Linked DNA regions of Sus scrofa: region 2 is linked to region 1. A link is a contact called in public HiChIP or PLAC-seq data. All regions are on one chromosome and are shown on one strand. The core of a region is the stretch at or near the end of the contact, and the rest is flanking DNA. Distances in the headings are between cores, read along the strand shown.

The links. HiChIP or PLAC-seq counts read pairs in DNA pulled down with a chosen protein or histone mark.
Region 2: a contact with region 1 is called in an H3K27ac HiChIP or PLAC-seq map of skeletal muscle, with 13 times the contacts expected there. The contact joins two enhancer-like sites. A contact is called at or near these places in 3 of 47 Hi-C or Micro-C datasets (psoas muscle and skeletal muscle) and 1 of 2 datasets of contacts at active chromatin or transcription factors (skeletal muscle).

What each region holds. Positions count from the first base shown.
Region 1 is chr1:232,736,063-232,740,083 of Sscrofa11.1, reverse strand. The region is part of intron 2 of LOC102167422 (a long non-coding RNA gene); the gene reads right to left. Among named protein-coding and RNA genes, the nearest start is that of NPAP1, 340 kb to the left of the region's middle. Within about 2 kb of position 2,538, at least 5 of the 83 cell types and tissues checked have an H3K27ac peak or open chromatin away from gene starts, as enhancers often do. A contact at or near this core is called in skeletal muscle, where this site is marked.
Region 2 is chr1:234,511,839-234,515,635 of Sscrofa11.1, reverse strand. All of the region lies in intron 2 of SPATA31D1 (spermatogenesis-associated protein 31D1), which reads right to left. Among named protein-coding and RNA genes, the nearest start is that of SPATA31D1, 140 kb to the right of the region's middle. Within about 2 kb of position 2,020, at least 2 of the 83 cell types and tissues checked have an H3K27ac peak or open chromatin away from gene starts, as enhancers often do. A contact at or near this core is called in skeletal muscle, where this site is marked.

The sequences.
Region 1 (4,021 bases), core at 1,289-3,788:
AATAAAATAAATTAAAATAAAATAAGAGAACATTCAGCCAAATAGCCCCTTCTCTCTTCAGATGGGACATGTGTGGTTTTCAGTTTTCTGCAGTTCCTGCCACTCCTTAGCAATTCATCTACCCAGATTCATTTGATTATATTACCAATCTAGATTCTGTAGGTGTTTGGGTTTTGGACCTATGACCTAAGGGACTCACTGAATAAATGATTTTTTTGGAACTCATCAGATCCACTAGCTTGGATGCCAAGAATTTAGACACTTCTAAAAGAAAAATTGCTTATTACTGACAATGTTTTTAAACCACGGAGCCATAAAGCCTTTGGTAGTATCTCTAGCTTCATTTATCAAACCAGGCATTCTAATAGCTGCTTGAGGGCAAGGAGCACTTGATGACAAATGACTGGCAAAATACATAAACACACAGACACATGCACAGCCACCACCACCCTCACCACTACCACCACAAGAACCACAGGAACAAAATATACAGGCCCTTTTCCCTCATCACATTGATGTTCGTTATTTTACTTTCTCCAAAGCAAACTTCACAATTCTGAACTCTTACAGAGCTCCTGTACAGTAAGAGAAAGGGCCTTTTCTGGGTTCTCTATTAAGAATTACGATCCCACTGTTCAACACCAAAGTCAGCTGCTACAGAGGAGGTTGTTCATTTTCAAGCAAAGCTGAAAAGCAGTTGTATTTAGGGTTTTTTGTTGTTATTGTTGTTCTGTTTTTAAATGAGATGGTGTCAGAGTTCCTGTCATGGTGCAGTGTTAACAAATCTGACTAGGAACCATAGGTTGTGGGTTCGATCCCTGGCCTCACTCAGTGGGTTAAGGATCCAGCATTGCCATGAGCTATGGTGTAGGTTGCAGACGCAGCTCTGATCCCACGTTGCTGTGGCTCTGGCGTGGGCTGGCAGCTACAGCTCCGATTAGATCCCTAGCCTGGGAACTTCCATATGCCATGGGAGCAGCCCTAGAAAAGGCAAAAGACAAAAAATAAAATAAATAAATACATACATACATACATAAATGAGGTGGTGTCTATTTTTGCCTCCTTAAGGGCAGGGCTGGAGGAGATGGCCGAGAGCAGGAAGTCCTTGAAATCAATTGGCTCTATGAAAACAAAGGGGTCCAAGTCATCCTTCATTTGCTCTAACTATAATCCATTGGACTTGCATGCTGTGCTCTGTCTATCAAATCAAACCTTCCCCAAGGAAAACCTGATTCTTTTAGGCCCAGTCTGTGCTCTGACAGCACAAGCCACATGGCCTACTTCAATAAGTCCCCATTACTGCCGACTGCACTGCTTTCGGAGCCAAATCCCAAGGGCTCCCAAGATGGATCATTCAATCTTCTGAGTAATCAATCCCAAGAGCCTGCCGATCTGACCCTGCTCAGCTGAGCTGAGGAGTGGCCTGCCTCGTGGCCATGGCGGCCTTGGACTTGGGGAAGCGGCAGCAACACATATTCTCCAATTTCCAAAGCCTCTCCACAGATATTTGGAAAGGGCAGCAGGAAGGTGTGAAAAACAGAAGCAGGGGCTGGGGGAGGGGACTGGGAGATTCGATCCTAAACAGGTTTCACTTAAAAAAGGAAAATGGTTATATGACTCTTTGCAAAAACCTCACGCTCCACAGTGCCCTTTGGGGAAACTTGAACCTCCCAAATATGTTGTCAGACACTGAACCCACACCCAGAGTGTTAAGTAACACTGGCTCTTGGACAGAAAAGTGTCACCATTCCCTCCTCCTGGCTGGTGTCTTTAAATAGCTCCTCTTATTTACGGGTGTACATAGTGTTAATGTCCTTCAGTTGCTCTATTTTCAAGGATGGAAAAGCAGTTGCTAAGCATTTCTAAATGACAGCCCCAGGGTTCATTAAAAATATGGCAAACATTTGCTAAGCTCATTAAGTGCAATTTTTGTGTGTGTGTATCAGATTCCTCCTCTGCATGTTCTGCGTGACCAAACATCTATTAACCCTAATCCCATTGATGAGTCTGATACATTCAAACCGGCAATTAGACAAAACAAAAGGGATATTTATGGAGAGACTCCTAAATGGGCTTTCATATTGGTCTAAGCTGTTTCAAAACGACAGTTTAATTCCCCTCTGTTAATCCCTTGCTTCCAGAGCACTCCCTTTGTTTGATTATAGGCTGTCAGATTCAGGGATTCTGATTGAATCAAAATTTGAGGCAAACTAGAAACACATAATAATTATGCCATTTAAGCCCTGTTGCCTACTGTATAAGCAAACCAAGTGCTCTACAGATGAAGACTCCTTAAGCACAAAAGATTTCCAAATGTGCTGCTTGTACAATTAGATACCATAGAATCTGAATTAGGTGGTCATTGCCTCTGATCCTTTCGAAAATCCTCCATTTGATGAATTTGGTGGTAAAATACCGTGCATTAAATCTGTTGACTAGGCAAAAATATTTTAGGAAGAGCTCCCTCTGCTCTTCCTCCCCTCCACCCCATCGCCTCCCTCCTCAACCACAGCTGTGGACTTGTCTGACCCACAGTGGTTAATCTGAGCACCAGCTCTTATTTGGCCATTCCAGCTTTCCATTAACTCAGGGCCACGGGGGTGTTATTATTAGAGGCGGAAAGGATTCTGCATCACTTACATGGTGTAAAGCTGGACAAATAAACAAGTACTGACTATGGATGTCTCCCAATCACACTGGGCCTCAATTTTTGAATGTGCTCTTTCAAATAGCAAAATGACCCTTCTCTAGCTTGTAAAACCTCTCTTTGTTTTCCCTCAAAGAGAAGGAAACTCACCCAGAGGAGAGGACTTTTGACAGAGTTCCCCAGCAGTAACATCATTTTCAAGTGGCTCTTGACCAGCTGAGCTTTTTCAAAGTGTAACTTTTATAGCCACAAAGGATCATGTCTTATTTGGGTTCATTAAATTTCCTCTTACTTTGCAAAGGGCTGACCAAGCTCGCAGCTGCCGAGAGAGAGAAGCCAGCCCTTCATCATTCTTCAAGTTGATTCAGCACTGGTCAGGGCTCTATTTGAAAGCCCTACCCAGATTTAGACCTCATAATTTAGTCTCTGTTGGAAATGGGAAAAAGAAGAAGAAGAAGAATATCCTTGTTCTAGTAAGAACTAGATCTCCTTTGGCTACCGGTGAAAGTTGGGGTAGAGCCAGTGTTGGCAATGAGACACAAGCTGACTTATGGAAGTGTCGCCTGAGTGAGGTCAGGTGCTGAGGCTTACAGTGAGAAACTATCATGGAGCAAAGAGAAAATGAAAATGAATTTAACAAGAGTCAGACCGTTAACGCAGAAACCTCCTCACCTCCTTCTGCTCTCTCTCCTAGGAACTACATTTCCCAGCATTATCCACCTCTAAGATTTTGGGTTAGATGCTTCCAAGGAAAGCTTCCCACTTATCATTTGGAAAGCAAAGAGAAGCCTCTTCTCTCCAGAAGCTACTGTGGCCTCGGTAACTTGACGTCTCAGTGTCCTATCAAAAAATCACTGCAAGGTTGCCACAGCTTCCTACACTTTCAGATTTCTTGAGCACCAGCCATTCCCTCCAAGCCTAAGCTCCCAGACTTTCTCATGGAGATGCAAGCCTCTAATTCCTGTGTTAAGATACTTCCTACTTCAATTACTGGCTGGACCCTGACTGATACAGGTAATAGATGCCTGGAGCTAGGAAAGAGAGCTGGGCTGACTGAGGCCAGATCACTTTGAAGAATGGGATCTGAAGCTCAGTGTGGAGAACCTTCTACTTCATTCACGTGTGCAAGCATCTTTTCAACAAATCTTCATGGAACACCTACAAAATCCTAACCCCTCTGGCAGAAACCAGTGCTAAAGAGATAAGCTCCCTAACCCATAGATCTTACAGTAAAACAATAAAATGCTTCCTTTAGCATTTCTGCTAAAGGAAATGACGGGGGCAAAGAGCTACAGCTGCCATTTGCAAAGATACTAACAAGCAGAGAATAACAGGAATGTAATTAAGGAAAAAAAAATTAGTCGTGAACCAATG
Region 2 (3,797 bases), core at 771-3,270, 1.8 Mb before region 1:
TTGATAAGTGCTGTAAAGGCACTTGAGATTCAGCAATTTCTCCCAGCTATCAAATTTACTTTGGCTAATGGATATCACTTACTTTCATTCCCATTTAAATCTTACAAAGGGATATGAGAAGAGGATCAGCCAGTTAGAAGGTGGAGACAATAAAAATTGAAATATAAAGAGTCAGAGACAGGAGGGAATTTTTTTAAAAGCAGAGGAATGAGGAGGCAGAGACTGTACAACCAGCAAGGCTTAAGGGCCCTGCACAGTTTAGGTTGAGCCAGATATTCTTCCTGTTTCCTTGCCTGATCTTTCTTCTTGTCCATGCCCCCATTTGGAGGAGTGAAGAGCAGCGAGGATGCCACTGAGAGAGGTCAAAGCCAGGGAAAGGTCCTGGGATCAAAATTTGGCTGAGTAGGGTCAAAAGTTTTGAGCAGCCAAAAGGAGAAAGAGCCAGAAGATAAACATAACCCATTTTCAAAGAAGTGCCAAAGATGAAAAGCAGGAAAGGCGAAATTGCTCATCAAGTCCAAAAGGGTGAGCACAGAGCCAGAAGCTGGGAGGAGAAGGGAGTTAAATTCAAATGCCAGGTAAAGCAGAAATAGAGTGGGGGGGGGGAGTGAAATAAAGGGTCCCAGACAATAACTGGGAACCATTCCTTGGAGTTTGACACTCGATTTGGTTGAGTATGAGTTAGCTTAATTTAAAAGCACAGGATCTGAGCAGGTACCCTCCCTCCTTCTGACTGTCTCCCAGCTTAATTGCCAGTCCATTATCAACAAGGCATCAAAACCACCTACCAAACAAAATCTGGAAGCCATTTAGGCAGTCCTGCTAATGAACCAGTTTAGTCCAAACTGATTTGGCCATGAAGATGACCACATTTCCTGAGGACAGCTCTCCCTAGATTCCTCCCTTGACTGTTTTGTGAAACAAAACACTTAAAGACAGGCTGTATGTAACTGAGTTCAGGTTCAAGTAGCCTGACACACTGGAGGATGGAAATGCCTTACTCACCTGCAGAAAACTGACTGAGCACTTACTGTATCCTATGCAGCATGCCTACCCAAAGTTCTTTAGCTATATTATCCCAGTGTGATTAACATTTATAATTTTCTCTGGTTAAAATCAATTAGATTTTTGTAAGACTTTTGATCTTCCTCCACCCCAATTTAAATTGTGAATAATTTTGTGAAGGCTAGGATTATCTTGCCATATTCTTTTTACCCTTCCTAATTTCTAGTCAAGCCTCGAAAAGTGAAGCACACTCTGGGGGCTCTGAGCATCTCAGATCACCTTAATTCTACCTGTCCCAAGGTGGGGGTGACTTGCTCAGTCAATATGGAGCAAAGTGTTTAGTACCAGCCTTGAAATAAGTGGTTTCTTTTTTTATTGTCTTCTCCCCTCTCTCCCCCCACCACCACTTTTCAGAGAAGCAGCAACAGTAATTTAGACTTTTCTTCTAATGTGACCTACACTCCACAGGCACTGTATAAAAGCTGAGCCAGGGCTTAACAAAGGATTTGGGTGCACATAGGTATCTGTGTGTACGTGTGCTTGTATGTGTGCCAGCATGAGGAAAGAAAGTTTATATCAAAGAGATGATAGGACCCACAAAAAGAACTCCTAGTTTTGTGGTATTAATGTTACATTTTGGGAGGAGTTTGCAGGGAAGGAAGTGGAGCAGCTGGGGCAGGGGGGTGAATTCACATTTCTAACTGGGTGGGAAGCTTGGGTAAGGAAAACAACTGAAGTCTTTCCCGGCACTGGGATCGTTCATTCGAGAAAGGAAAAAAGGCAGTGCTCAATTCCCCTCCTCCCTCGCTCCCCACTTCCTTGGTGCCCTTCCAAGGTAGGGCCCCTTGGTGCTGGCTTCTCAGTCCTCCCCCCAGGGAGGCTTACCAAGGCCAAGAGGGCCAGATGGGGCTGCTGGCAAAGATGCTGCTGATCCAGCTCTTTCTCATCCCACTTTCCGTCTGCCAGTGCTTTTGGTGGTGGCAGTGCCTCGTCCTGATGAGGTTAGAATTACCACCCTGCAGCGGGTGGCGTGGGTACCAGCAAGCATCCAGTTACATTCACCAGCTACCCTCTACCTGCTCTGGGCTGGAATGTGCCATCATTATCTTGCTACTCCCATTTTATACTTCACACACCAGCTTTCTCTCAAGACAGTTATTTGATCACTAACCACTTTGAATATCATGATCATCGGCTCATTTATTTTTTCTATTTTAAAGGATGGCTCTGGGGTGCACAGGGAGCAGCCGCATTGATTTCCACATTTGCCAAGGCATCCGAGTGTGAGCTGCCTATCAAGGCACTGGCTTTAATAAAAGGTTATTACTGTGATCATTATTTAGCATTTATATAGCTCCTCACAATTGTTTACCCATTATTCCTTAGAGTATCCCTGTCAAGGTGATCAGTAATAGCAACCCCTATTGTAGAGGAAGTAAGTCAGGGGTCCTGGAGAGGTTTTAGGAATATCCATAAAAGGACACAAAATGAATTATCAAAGGACTGGTGGGGCCTGACCCTCCCTCTAGCATTGAACTTGATGAGTTCACTTATTCTGTCATTCTGCTTTGCAGACCTACACAAGGCGGGCTTCTCCTGAAGGATGCAGCTCAGATATCCTGAAAGGCCCTCCCTGGCTACAGGATCTAAAGTAGCATCGCCTCCCCAAGGCACTCACTATCACATCCCAATGTTGATAGACTTGACAGTGCTTAGCGCTACCTGAAGTTATGAGAGTTGTCTACTTATGTTCTCGTTTATTGTGTCTTCACCATTCAAAAAGGTCATCTCCATGACAGTAGCAGTCTTGCCTGGATTGTTCATTGCTGTATCCATCCTCTTTGGTGAAAGCACTTGGCATACAGTAGGTACTCAATAATGCTTACAGCGGGAATGATAATAACAAGAGTCCTATAAATACCATTTCTCATCATGGTGTCCTATGCCTTTTCATCTCTTTCTGGATTTCCAGATACAGTCCATTATTCTTAATTACCCTGGTGCTAATGATCTGGTTTGTGGATGGCCCAGGTTCCTTTCTTCTGAAATCTCTCTCACCTTTAGTTGAGAGGAGTCAAGAAGAAAGTAGGGAAGTGAAAGTCCTACTAGACAATGTTACTAGTTCTAATAGCTTTAGAAAGGTACAAAGTTGAAATTATTGATTCTAAGATTTCTTTTTTACTTTATTTGTGGGTTAAAAAAAAAAAAACCCATCTGTGTTATATATGCAATACAGTGAAAAGTGCTTTGAAGAAGTTAAAAGCACTATATAAATGTAAGATATAATTATGTATGCATGTAGTCCCATTAACCTTGGTAATTGAGAGTTGGTTATACATTTAAGGTCTAATTAGTTTTGATAGAACAGTAGCTCACACTTTTCTAATGGGTAGGACCAGACAAGCTCTTAGAAAATGTGCCTTTGGTTGATTTCTTTTTTCTCAACCACTAAATCAAGATAAAGCTTGAAATCTCTTCATAGCCTGAGAGGCTGGCAGTAATGCTGATTTCTCATCAACAAGTAAGGATAGACAAGTGGTACAAAACAACTATATTTTCTTGTTCCAAATCTCACATGGTGAGAACACAACTCCCCCCCCCGACCCCCACCCCCCAAAAATCTTAGGCTGATCTTGAATGAAAGACCCTCTGGATAATCTAAAATGAAGTTTTCTATTTAAAAAGTGTCCTTAATGTTCTTTGTAGTCCTATGTGCATCAGAGAATGGGTTGCCTTTTTGTTTTAAATATAATGAGTCAATGGAATACCTTATATATGATAACATGTGTTGT